2 separate regions of the Mus musculus genome follow, and region 1 is linked to region 2. A link is a contact called in public promoter capture Hi-C data. All regions are on one chromosome and are shown on one strand. The core of a region is the stretch at or near the end of the contact, and the rest is flanking DNA. Distances in the headings are between cores, read along the strand shown.

Evidence for each region. Capture Hi-C pulls out chosen DNA fragments and counts their contacts.
Region 1: a contact with region 2 is called in a promoter capture Hi-C map of adipose tissue. The contact joins two enhancer-like sites. A contact is called at or near these places in 1 of 484 Hi-C or Micro-C datasets (muscle stem cells), 2 of 115 datasets of contacts at active chromatin or transcription factors (bone marrow-derived macrophages and extraembryonic endoderm stem cells) and 2 of 9 other capture datasets (adipose tissue and liver).

Annotation. Positions count from the first base shown.
Region 1 is chr4:123,571,284-123,574,379 of GRCm38.p6, forward strand. All of the region lies in intron 1 of Macf1 (microtubule-actin crosslinking factor 1), which reads right to left. Among named protein-coding and RNA genes, the nearest start is that of Gm31156, 21 kb to the left of the region's middle. Within about 2 kb of position 1,543, at least 348 of the 459 cell types and tissues checked have an H3K27ac peak or open chromatin away from gene starts, as enhancers often do. A contact at or near this core is called in adipose tissue, where this site is marked.
Region 2 is chr4:123,436,475-123,439,985 of GRCm38.p6, forward strand. It overlaps Macf1 (microtubule-actin crosslinking factor 1), which reads right to left. Exons shown (of 98, transcript NM_001199136.1): 54 at 2,967-3,096; 55 at 1,993-2,192. Among named protein-coding and RNA genes, the nearest start is that of D830031N03Rik, 26 kb to the left of the region's middle. Within about 2 kb of position 2,162, at least 6 of the 459 cell types and tissues checked have an H3K27ac peak or open chromatin away from gene starts, as enhancers often do. A contact at or near this core is called in adipose tissue, where this site is marked.

The DNA of each region.
Region 1 (3,096 bases), core at 293-2,792, 130 kb after region 2:
GAGATCTCCCAGCTTTAGCTTTCTTAGCTCTAGTACTCCAGATGCATGTCACTGGCCCAGCCACCCATTTCTTTCTAATACAAGCTCAAATACAAGCATGTCACTTTGGGCTGCCCCTTAAACATAGCACCATACAAGCACACATACATAATTGTAAATGTCTGCCTCTGTTTCTGCTGATAGAGCCACACAGTGAACCTGAATACTTAGCCAACAGCTTTTCTGGGACTTAACCAGAAAAGGACACTGGGGAATCAACAGGGTCTAATTCTAATTCTGTCAAGCATTGGTGAACTTTTCATAGAAATATAAGTAATAGGTCATCAAGCCCTGTCTTAGCTTAAAGAGACCAGTAACAAGTACCTAAGTAGAAGAAGGTTATCAGTGACAATATTAAAAGCCTGAAATCCAAGGGTGTCCTCCAGGACAAGTATACCTATAGTCCTCACACACAGCCACTTAGAGCCAGGTGTACTTGGGGCTGGTCCTGACAGTTGGCAGTCAGAAAGCATGGAGGACAGCATAAGGAACAGAGGGATCTCCAAAGCTCCAGTGCCACAATGATCAGAGTCTGATTTCCTGGGGACAAAACAACCACCAGCTTCCTAACACTTGTGGCTTAGGTATAGCCCCAGGAAGGAGCAGTAACAATTGCATCAAAGAGCAACACAGAATGTACCCCAGAAAGGAGGCCACACAGCCCTTCCCTTGTAACCACCCTCCTCTTTTGCCTACACCCATCCCACACTTCAGAAGGCAACGGATTCCAAAACTCCATTCGGTGATTGAGAAAGCAAAGGAAGGAAGGCCTTAATCCTCCGAGGCAGGACACTAGAGCAATGGGCACTTCCCTTCAACAGCGAAACCAGTCATCATCTCATCTACCCAGGCCCTCAGCCAGTGTCACAAGAACAGGAAGGAGTCTGACTGACTGGCTTGAGCTCGGGGCTCGCGCTCTCCCTCCCTCCCTCCCTCCCTCCCTCCCTCCCTCCCCCCCCCCCTCTCTCTCTCTCCCTCCCTCTCTCTCTCTCTCTCTCTCTCTCTCTCTCTCTCTCTCTCTCTCTCCCTCTCCCTCTCCCTCTCCCTCTCCCTCTCCCTCTCCCTCTCCCTCTCCCTCTCCCTCTCCCTCTCTCCCCCTCTCCCCCTCTCCTTTTCTCCCTCTCTCCCTCTCCCTCCCCTCTCCCTGTGTCTTTCCCCTCCATCCCCTGACAGCACAACAGCTGAAGGGTGCACTGGCCCTTTAAAGCAAGCAATCAAGTGGGAAGATCTCCCCGCTTTACCCCACCCTAAGAGCCCCACAGAAGATTCAAGAAGGGAGGCACCACTTAGTTACCTGCTCTGTCTCTGGCACAGCTCTTCCAGTACAGAATACCAGCAATTCCAAGAATGTGAGTCAAAATAAAGAGGGTTGGCGGCAAATAAGATGAATCTAAAAGAGGCATTTCCAGGCCTGCTCTTTCTCCTCCTTTAGTGAGCCTCACACGGGCACACAGGCGGAGCCCAGGGCTGCCTCGGGATGCCTTTCTCCTGAGCTTATGCTGCCCCTTACTATCAGCTCAGCGGCAGAGGCAGATGCCCAGGCTTAATGTGGTCAGAAACTTCCTGGCAGCTTCTTCCATCTCGACTCTGCGCTTTTTGCAGCAAACTACTGGGACTAAAACTACAGTGTGTCTCAGACAAAGCCCAGAAAGCAACTGGTTGGCGGGGGAGGGGGAAGGGAAGGAGGAAGAAGAGTGAGAAGGAGGCCAAAGTCAGTGTAGAGCTGACTCAAACCTCTATCTTTGGCATCCTCTGGTCAGCTTAAACAAACCTCAGACCTTTCTACAAGAGGGGAGGGTGTCAGAGGACCAGAGGACGTCACACTCTGAACTTTCCATTCTCTGACTGATTGGAATGCCAGACTTCAGGATGTAGCCAGAAGAAAAGAGTCACAGAAGCACTGGAGAAACTCTAGCAGGGAGGAGGCAAAGTATACAAGAGCCTTGGCACAGCCAGAGCGCAACCTTCCACAGCCCAAACTAGAGAAGAGTCCACAGACCCCATCTCACAGAGCGGAGGGAGCACTGGGTATCAGGGGAGCAAGCGGCTCCACAAGTACAGCCTGGCACTTTTTAGGGGTTACGGAGAAAAAAAAAAACAAAAAACTAAATAAAACTTTCCATCAGCAGGGTCAGGGGGTATGGGATGGACATCAAGAACTAAAAGAGAGCAGAAAACCAAATCTTCCACAAAACCAGGGCCTGCTTATAGACCTGATGTGGGTACTGTAACAGCTACTGAATCCTTACCACTACTGAAAGAAAGCCAGATTGGCTCAAATGAAAAAATGCAATTATTCCAAGTTCTGGCAAGGACTGGGGAGGGATAAACTACAAGAACTACTTCAGAAAAGAGTTAGTCAAATGCTTATGAAGTTAACCATTCAAATACAAGCAAACTTGCTGAGAACAATCACACAAAATGAAAAGAAAGGCCCACACAGAGATCTGTATATGAATGTTAAATTACCAACACTATACAAGATAATAACTCAAATTTATTAAGTGGTGAACTTTTAATCAAAGTGTAGTGTGTCCATACACAGAACCACTTCTCTGCAATAAAAAGAAAGTTAGGAATACATTCAAGTATTGTATGTCTACATGTGAGAGAAATCAAACACAAAAGGCTACATACAATAGGAAAACAATAGATAAAAGCAAAAGAGATGGGGCGCACTACAAGAGCTGGCTCAAGAAAGCTGTGGGGTTCTGGAAGTGTTCTACGTATTATAATTTTCTCTCATCTGTCGAAATACAGTAAACTGCACATCAGAAAGTGTGAGCTGTGTGACACACACAAACCTAATAAAATACGTTTAAAAGCTAGCAAGGAAAAAAAAAAGCTAGCAAGGAGTTTACACAATCTAAATCTAAATTAAATGAGCCACCACTACCTCTCTCAAAAAGTTATTTTATGAAGTGCAGTGTGGACACACTTGCTCCCAACAGCTGAGAGTAGTCCACCACTGTCCTCTGCAACACTTGCCACCCTCCACTCAGGAAAGGTTACAGTCATGGACGCACTTCCACTACTACACCAAGTTTCATGAATATT
Region 2 (3,511 bases), core at 912-3,411:
GATCCCATTACAGATGGTTGTGAGCCACCATGTGGTTGCTGGGATCTGAACTCAGGACCTATGGAAGAGCAGTCAGTGCTTTTAACTGCTGAGCCATCTCTCCAGCCCCCAAGAACCAACTTCTGAAGGTGTCCTCTGACCTCCACATGTGTGTGGTGGCACACATGTCCCTGCTTCACTTAAAAAAGAATGACTAGGACTACTCCAAACAGAGCAGGGAGCAGGACTAGTGAAGGGTGCCTCATGGAGGGCCTAGGATTAGCAAAGGTGCCTAATAAATGAAGCTGGCAAAACATGCTAGGGCCAGACTGTAAAAGACCTGACACACAACACTGAACAAAAGCTTAGACTGTTTAACAGGTCGCCAAGAGACACTGAGCTTTTGAATATACACAGGTATGGAAACTGTATGTAATTGTGTCAGCAATTGGGAGGCTGTTCTCAGGTCATAGTCTACAGATTAAATTTTCACAGAGAATGGAGAAGTTCTCAAAGGATGGTTCACAAATATGTTAGAGTGCCTAGGCCCTTTCAGAGTCCAGGGAATCACTATTTTCATAATAGTAGGATGGTTTTGTCTTTTAAAGTACTTGTTTTCATATTCGGGCATGACATTGCAATACATTCTTATAGTCAGTCTATCGTTCAGGAAGCTTAAGGAGGAGGATTACCTGCAAGCCTGAGGCCTGCTTGGGCAACATAGTAAACTCAAGGTCAACCTATGCTACAGAGTGAGACCCTGTCTCAACAAAATAAGTTCTTTTTTTTTAATGTCTTTAATTTAAAATGATTTATTTACTTATTTATTTATTTATTTATTTATTTATTTATTTATTGTATATAAGTACACCATTGCTCTCTTCAGACACATCAGATCTCATTACAGATGGTTGTGAGCCACCATGTGGTTGCTGGGAATTGAACTCAGGACCTCTGAAAGAGCAGTCAGTGCTTTTAACCACTGAGCCATCTCTCCACCCCCAAAACAAGTTCTTATTCCCTAATGGACGTCTGCTGTGGTTTTACAGAATCTACCCAATGATTACAGATTGAATCTGGTACTTAAAGTGGTGGTTTTAGCATTATTTAAAAATTAAATAATGAATATATATTAAAATTACTGACTTGATAGAATATCAGTAAATATCAATAAATAAATACAAGACAGCTCTGTAAGATTCTCAATAATTTGGGGGCCCGAAGTGGTTAAGATTCTCAGTAATTTTTAAGAGAAAAACAAAAACCAACCAACCAAACAAACAAAACAACCAAGGGTCTAGAGAGATGGTTCAATGGTTAAGAGCACTGATTGTTTTGCCAGAGGTCCTGAGTTCATTTCCCAGAAGCCACATGGTGGCTTACAACCTGTAACTACAGTTTCAGGGAATCTGATGTCCTCTTAGGGACTCCACAGACACTAGGCACACATATGGACAGACAGGAACGTACCAAAACATCCTTACACATAAGACAAAATTAAACAAACAAACATGGACAAACAATGGATTAGAGCAGTATTTGTAGGTAGATTAGGACACATGTAAGGCTGAAAGAAAAAGCTCCTTCAAATACTGTTCTTAGACCTGATCTTGGAGAACAAGGCAGAAGGGAGCAAGTAACAGGTATAGAGAAAGGGGCAGAGCAGAGCAAAGGCTCTAGGCAAGCTTGCACAGGAAATGACTTCTCTGCTTAATCAGCTGCAGACAGATACAAATATATTAAGTAATGTGCACACGTACTACTGAGAATTAAAAGTAAGGTATGAATTTAATTTACTCAGGAAACGTCCCCCATTTTTAAATTCATTGAGCTTACTGCCTGTTAATGATATTATTAAGAGTTCTGTTCTGTTTATTACTTGATGAACATCTTGATAAAATCTCACAAATACAATCTTATTAAACTGAGAAAAGTGAAATAATCAAATCTACATGCTGAGAGTAGCATTGAAACCCAGATTACTTTGCTCAGGCATTAATCAACTTTGCTCACCTGGACCTGCTGCTTCTGGGCATTCAACATGTTGGGGTCAATAGACAAGGGACCAAGAACTCCCATCATCAGCTCCTTCTCCATCAGCCAGGGGCGGAGTTGGGACTCTGCAGCCTGGAAGCAGGCCAGGTGGCTTGCAGATTCCTCTAGCTGCTTTTGGCGAGCCACAGTAACCTCGGTGGCCTTTTCCCATCGGGAATCTGTTGAGAGGAAATGAGAGAATGCATTTGGCTTGGTCCCTAAGCTGTACTCCTTATATTCTACAGGAAACGACACATGAGCCATTATTTAACATTTTTAAAAATTAAAAATAACTTAAAAACATTTAAAAACTAAAGTAATACAAATAGTTCTATATGTTCATTAGACTGGTAGTGACAAGAAGCTGCAGGTGATGAAACTGTGGAAGCTCCCCTCCTCCCCCACACCCCTTTTGCCTTGCACTCACAGAGATCCACCCACTACTCCCTCCTGAGTGCTGGGATTCAAGGAATGGGTCATTACTTCCCACTTTCATTTTTATCCCCAATACTCCGTTAGCTTCTGATCAGAGTAGACTATCAGTTTGACTTGTCCTAGAAAGCCAGATTGCTCTTGACTTGAATTTCTAAAATCTCCCCTGTTCAGGTCATTATCTGGTCCTAGACAGACAGGCCTTTTGCTTCCTTAAAAAAGTTAATTGAAAATAATTCCAGCTTTTTAGGGTGTACTAACATTTCCAATTTGCTTTGGAGATAAGATTTTTTAAAAAAACCTAATTTATGTATTTTAATTGTATGTGCATTGCTGTTTTGCCTGCATGTGTGTCTTATACCCTAGAACTGTAGATACAGACAGTTGTGAGCCACCATGTGGGTGCTGGGAATTAGAACTCAGGTTCTCTTGGATAGCAGCCAGTGATCTTAACTGCTGAGCCATCTTTCTGGCCCTGAAACTGGATCTTTTAAGAATAAAACATCTCTGTGATGACTTACTGAGGTCCTCTTGCATTTTCTTCCAGTTTTCTGCTTCTTGTGAGTTGGGATAGGTCTTCAGTAATCCAGCCAGGGCTTCCTTTACTTTCTGAATTTTAGGGGAATTCTGTTCCAATTCAGCCAGAAAAGCCTAGGGGAAAGTACAACATGCATGCCATGTCACAGCTGTATGTGGTAGAAGTTTGTGAGACTGACTGAGCAGGAGATCTCAGATGCTCCACGGCTTGTTCCACAAACTTAATGCATTTAAGTTCTTTGCTTTAGAATTGACTTTAAAATGAAAATGGTGGGATCTGAGCTCTTTTGAGTACAGCACATCAGTGAATCCCAACTGAGTAGAGACCATCACCTCTTACTAATCAGAAGAGCCAAGATAAGATGATGGCAGCATTTTGGAAGTTGGAGAGCTGACATGCCATGATCAACTGGGACATTAAAAAATTTGATGAAAATTTCAGAGAAGAAAATTTCTATGTTCTTATATTTTCTGACAATTTATCTAGTCTACATTTAACTTTTAACACTAAAATTTTTATGAGTGTCTG